Linked DNA regions of Dromaius novaehollandiae: region 2 is linked to region 1. Evidence: chromatin contacts called from public Hi-C data. All regions are on one chromosome and are shown on one strand. The core of a region is the stretch at or near the end of the contact, and the rest is flanking DNA. Distances in the headings are between cores, read along the strand shown.

What was found. A called contact is a pair of places that touch in the nucleus more often than the background predicts.
Region 2: a Hi-C map of liver shows a contact between it and region 1, with 6 times the contacts expected there. The contact joins the promoter of FAAP20 here to the promoter of MORN1 in region 1. A contact is called at or near these places in 3 of 4 Hi-C or Micro-C datasets (brain, liver and ovary).

Annotation. Positions count from the first base shown.
Region 1 is chr24:2,437,308-2,440,199 of bDroNov1.hap1, reverse strand. It overlaps MORN1 (MORN repeat containing 1), which reads right to left and starts at 1,367. Exons shown (of 17, transcript XR_010392818.1): 1 at 1,008-1,367; 2 at 432-534. RER1 (retention in endoplasmic reticulum sorting receptor 1) reads left to right here and starts at 1,507. Exons shown (of 6, transcript XM_064525439.1): 1 at 1,507-1,804. The coding sequence starts at 1,658.
Region 2 is chr24:2,799,870-2,802,761 of bDroNov1.hap1, reverse strand. FAAP20 (FA core complex associated protein 20) reads right to left here and starts at 1,427. Exons shown (of 4, transcript XM_026096511.2): 1 at 1,241-1,427. The coding sequence starts at 1,344. It overlaps LOC112981163 (a long non-coding RNA gene), which reads left to right and starts at 1,577. Exons shown (of 4, transcript XR_003258638.2): 1 at 1,577-1,779.

The sequences.
Region 1 (2,892 bases), core at 118-2,617:
CCAAATTTCATAACAGAAACCTGAAACTACATGAATCATTAATGGGGGAGAAGGCAACTGGAAATTAATATGATTAGTTTCCAGATCTGGGAAAAAAATTAAACACTAATTTAATGCATAACAGTGCATCACCTTACTGGATCTGAGTGATTATGAAGGGAGAAGAGAATTCACTTAAATTCCTAAAAAGTAAGACATTAGAACACAGCTGACTGGGACTACAGCATCAAAACAATACATGTCATCTCCATGCAATAATTTATCCAGTTTCTTCCCATGACAAAATACTTCAATGGCTCACTCTCCTAGCTTCAGTTGCTGAGTGACAACATCTTCAATTGCTAAGTATCTTATTTAGCTATAGTGCACAGTTCATACAGAAAATCTTTAAAGAAAGCAAGTTAGAGAAAAGAATTAAGAATTCACTTAACTATTACTTAGTGGGGCTTTTTTCCTCCATACGATGTTCTTTCCCCTGTTTCCATTTCCCTTCATATTGAAAAAAGGAATTAGGATAGCCATAAAGTCCATATCCTAGAAGAAAAATATTGTGTTAAAAGAAAAGATAACTGGAACTATTTAAATGAAGAAAGTTCAACATTGAGTAACTAGTAATACAAGAGTAATAAGAATGCTATTTTAACTTAGGAAATGCATATTTTAAAGTTTCACTATAAACAATATTTATGTAAAGATAAATTTATTATTTTGTTTACTACTTGCATTCACCTTAAGTCATAGATGGAAACTTAGACTTTCTAAATACCTAAAGGTCATTATAACCATCACAGACAGACTACATAAAAACAGTCGCAGGCTAAAACTGAGAAAGTAGCAGAGCTACTGCACTACACTTGCTTAAGACAAGAATGCAAACACATAAAATAAAGCACACCTGGAAGATGAGAAAAGCACTTATATTTAAATTAGCCTAAACGCAGGAGTGTGAGCTTAGCGCCTCTTTGTCTTAAGGAGAAACAAACTTTCCCAGGCGTGGTGGGTCTCACCTTCGCCGTTCCAGGTGAGGCGAACAGGCTGAGGCAGCACCGTGCAGACCCCACCCCGAGCGAAGCTCGCTACCAAGCAAGCTGAAGAGAGCGAGGTGGGGAAAGAGGGGCGAGGACACAGTCCCAGCCCCCACATGGCCGTCCCACTCCCACTCTGGAGCGGAGACCCCCGCACTGTGCTGAGGCACAGACTCGCCCGGCGTCGCCGATATGGCCGCCACTCTCGCCGTCCCCTGCCGGCCCTTCATCAGCGCCACGCAGGCGCCGCGGACGCCGGACCATGGCAACAGCACGCTCGCGCTCATTGGCTTCGCGGAAGCGAGGCAGGGCGGGGCTGCCCCCAGACGCGAACAGGGGCTGCGCCTGCGCAGCAGCGAGCGGGCGTGTCCCTGCGCAGGCGCAGGCGTAGGCTGGGCTAGGGCACGCCCGCGCTCTCTCCCTGGCGACAGCTTTCCTCCCCACGGCACAGGTTTCAGCAGACGCTTCTTGTGCTGATAACACAGCGGAACCCTATAACTGGGAATCGTAACGCTAACTGTTTTTCCATCCTTCCCTGTCTTCCCCGGCCCGCCTTCACGGATGCTGAGCCACCCATCTTCCTCCCTACGTCAGAACACCACAGCAACGTCCACTTCCTCCCTCAATTACCAATGACAGGGGAATACCGAGTATTTGTCCCGCCCATCCTAACCCCGGAAGCGGAAGCCAATTTCTCCCCGTGGCTGCCGCCATATTGGGTTTGTGGATCGCGGGGGGGGGAGGGGGGAACGGAAGCGAAGAATCCGGCTTGGGCGTCTGTGAGTAGCTGGTGCTGCCGCTTCAGTGCTGGGGGGAGGCCGGGCCGGGCCGGCAGCCAAGCGTGGGAGCGGTGGGAAACCTGAGCCTCTGGGCTGGCAGCTTGGGGGCGAGGGTGGTGACCCCTTGGGGCGGGGGTGCCTCGGGCGAGGGGCCTTGCCGCGAGCGCAGGGGCCTCGTCGGGCTCAGTGGCCGCTGCCTCACTTGACGCCGGGGCGCCCCTGCGAGCCGCGCTGCCGGGCACTGGCTCTCGGCCGTGAGGATGCTGCCGGGCCGCGTCGGGCCAGGCTTCCCGAGGCCTGCCGGAAGGCTTGTTTTCCCTTTTGCCGTACCGCCGTCTGTCTCGGTGCTGTTCCGGGCCCGCCTGACCTCGGTGGGCTCTGCTCCTATCTTGGGGGCTTCACATTCTGGCCTCTCTATCGAAACCGTATCTTCTCTTTTTTATTTGTTCGCTTTGTTCTTTTCCTGAGTTTCTTGTATTGCTTTTGTTGAATAATGTTTGGGCTTAGGTGGTGTTGAGGGGATGTGGAAGTCCATGTTTCCTGAGATGCACAAGGTGCTCAGGTGCCATGAGACTGCTGCTGCTTTTTAGACAGGCCAGGCAGCTGTTGTACTGTATAAAATCAAACTGTTCTTTCTAGAGTAGAAGAAAAACTTTGTAAGATCAATGGGTTCTTGTTAATAACAAATTGCTTCAGAATGTTGCTTTTGAAAGTAAACTTATTTTATGAGAAGAGAAAACTTATATAAGTGATAAATTATTTCTAGTTATATATAAAATACAAATGAAGCAAATAAGGAGATCTGTGTCATGGTTAGTTGTCTAAAAGTTCTGCAGGTCTTTGTACTTGCTGTTGAAAGAGATGAATGAAATGTCTTTACTGCTGTAAATCCTGTCGTTTTTCAGAATTCTAGGATGTAGTGGTATTGATAATGGTATTACCATAGCATCTGTGGTAAAAAGCGTAATTGTTGAAGGTCATATACTCACCTACTTGATATTTTTTAGCAGAGAAAAACTTCTTGATATGGTCTGTTTTTAATAGCAGTCTATATTCTGTTAGTAGCAAACTGTTCAATTGTTTGTTGT
Region 2 (2,892 bases), core at 178-2,677, 360 kb before region 1:
AGAAAGTATGTATTACTGTCTGTACTTCCAAGTAAAATAGTTAAGTGTAGCCCTTTTTTTTTTTCTTCCTCAAAGGCTGAACTTGACACTTGCTGAGTACAGAAATCAGTAAGTGTTTGCACTGAGGAAGGCAACTGTGTTGGTTCCCATGTATGCTTGGCTGTTCCTATACTGCCATTTTAAACTATTGATAATCTTTCTAAACAATGCTATTTATTCCTTCCGAGGAAGCCATTAGGAAGGTTTAACTATAAAGCAAGCATAAAAAGGTTTTTATACTATTAGAGCTGTATAAAGACAATTTCAAGAAAAGAATGGATTATCAATATCAGAATACTAGTTCCAGTGTTCCTACTTCTACTGATGCATTTTATTGGGTGGTAGTCAAAGAATGACATTGTGGTAGAGAGGAATTGGATGTGATTTTTACAAGCCCTCAAAAGAAGAAAAGCAACCTTCTGAAGCCTATGTTTGCTAAGTGGGATTGCTGACTACTTGCTTGTTTATCCCAACAGGCTGAAACAAGAAGCAAACCGCTACTTCCTTGCCCATCCTTTCTTCTTCCTCCCTTACTTGAGGGCTAGAATAAACAGTCATTGTTCTTGGCCTCCTGTGGATTTATTCTGAAGAAAGATGTCAAGGCTTAATTTTTAATACATTAACATTCCCCATGGCTCCCTTCCTCGCAGGTGCTATTATGTCCAAAAAAAAAAAAAAAACCACAAAAAAAACAGAAGGCACATGACCCTGTATACTTTGGTTTGCAATTGGCTTCTCAAATTTTTCTTTTTTAGGTGCTATATATGTTTTATGAAGTGACCTTTATACAGTCATTAATATGCTACAGCCACGACTACGAAATGTTTAAGGTTGTAAGTGTATCCCGAAGATCCCAAGTGCATCTTTATGGCACGTGCACTGACAAGGAGTAGGGGAGAGCAGAGCGGTCCCTTCTCTGACATACTTGCAAACCTGACACAGCTGCCAGCGCGTCTGACCCCTACCCCGGATCGACTGAGGGAGGGGGCAAGGCCACTTTGCCCCTACAGCTTGGGCGGCCCGGCCACCCCTGCCGGGGCGGGGGGAGGGAGCGGGCTCGGGTGCGGCAGAGGCGGCCCTGATCCCCGGTGCGCCCCTCCCCCCGCCTCAGCTGGAGGCGGGAAGCGGCCCCTGCGCGCTTGCCCTCCCACTTCTCCCCTCCGGGGCCCGGGGAGCCCTCCTCCACCCCGTCGGGACTCACTGGCGCCGCCCGGGGGGATCCTGGGCAGGGCTGGGTTCCCGGCTGTGGTCTGGCGGCGCCTTCCTGGGCTTGAGGCGCAGCTTGGCAGCTCCTTCCTGAGACATGGATGAAGCACGAGCCCTACGCGGCGCGGCCTAGCCTTCCCTAACAGGCCCCCTTGGCGCTCGTCTCCCTCCTCCCCCTTTTCTGGGCGGGCGGCCCCGTGCCTGTGTATAGGGCTTGCGCCGGGGCGAACCGCCCCCTCGCCCGGCCGCTGGACAGAGGCCACGCCCGCTGGTGAGGCGGTGGCAGAGGTAGCGCACAGCTGCGAGCTGTGAGGCCCTGCCGGCGCGCCAGAGCTTCCCTTCGCCTCTGCGCTCTCGTTGGCGGTACGGTGCTCCTGCCCGTAGGCGGGCGGAGCCGGCTGCCGGCCTTTCTCCCCCTTGCCCGTCTAAGGCCAGGGCAGGGCCCCGAGGCGGGCGGGCCGCTGCAGTGTGAGCTGTGGAGGCCTCGCGCGCGCCTCCTGCTCTTCCCTCAGAGCTGCCCTGACTCAATGGCCGGTGGGTGCGGGGGAGGATGGGGCTGGGGTGGCCGCCACGTGCAGCCTGAAAGAAAAATTGCTCCTTCTTTAACACCTCTGCTGTAGTCGACCCTGTATCGGCAGTGGCTGTAGTATCACACACAAACTGAGGTTCAGCTACTGGGTACTTGTCCTGCTCAAAAGTCATCTTTATAGCATTATTTATACTCTAAACTTTCTGTGTGTGCTGGGTTTTAGTATATGTGGGGCTTGGATGTGGAGTAATCATGGAAATGCAGTGTTTTATATATGGCCACTGTGTTTTACTAGGTATTCTTTGGGCAGGATCAATGAATTGGTCAAGGTATTGCCCTGTACTTCCTTGAAAGCAGAATGTTTGGTACTGTAAGCGAATATGTGAAATCAGGCTTTGGTTGAACTAGACAAAATGGCTATGGCCACAGCTGCATTTGTCATTGCTCTGTTGATTTTTGTGCTGATACCAAAGATCTGTTTACTGTGGTACATGTCTGAAGCCAAAGATTGTTAATACAAATAATAAAGGAGAATGAGAGTGCATGTCTGAGCTAGATCCTCTTTCAGGAAAGAAAACTGTTGAAGTCATTGTCTTTTCCAGCAGGAGCCTCACTGTATGACTTGAAATAAAACATGACCTAGAGCTGAGCCATAACTGATAGTTTTTGACATGGGCAGACACACTGATCAGGTTGCAGCCTTTTTGAAAACGGACATATTAGGAAAATGATGACAGATCATTGATAATGCTCCAACAGTTCTATAGAAGGATCAGAAAGTCACTGCTGATGGAATTCATCACAGTCAGTATGAGAATAACTGTATAAGAAAATAAATTTTCTGCTTGTCTGATAACAGGTGTTTATGAGCTGCAGCGGGAGAGCAGGTACAGAGCACTTTTTCTTAAAACTAATTTATTATTGCTGAAAGATGAATTCAAGTTCAGATGAGTCCAGGCTCCTTTTCTATAACTGTGTTTCTGCAGTGCTAAAGGTCTTATGGACCATTTTGTCTTTGGTCTCCTCCTTTAGGCTACCGGGGGGTGGGGGGGTGTCAGTATTGACTGCAGCATTGTTTTTTGTAAATTACTGTGCTAGGCAAACAGACCAGCAAAAAT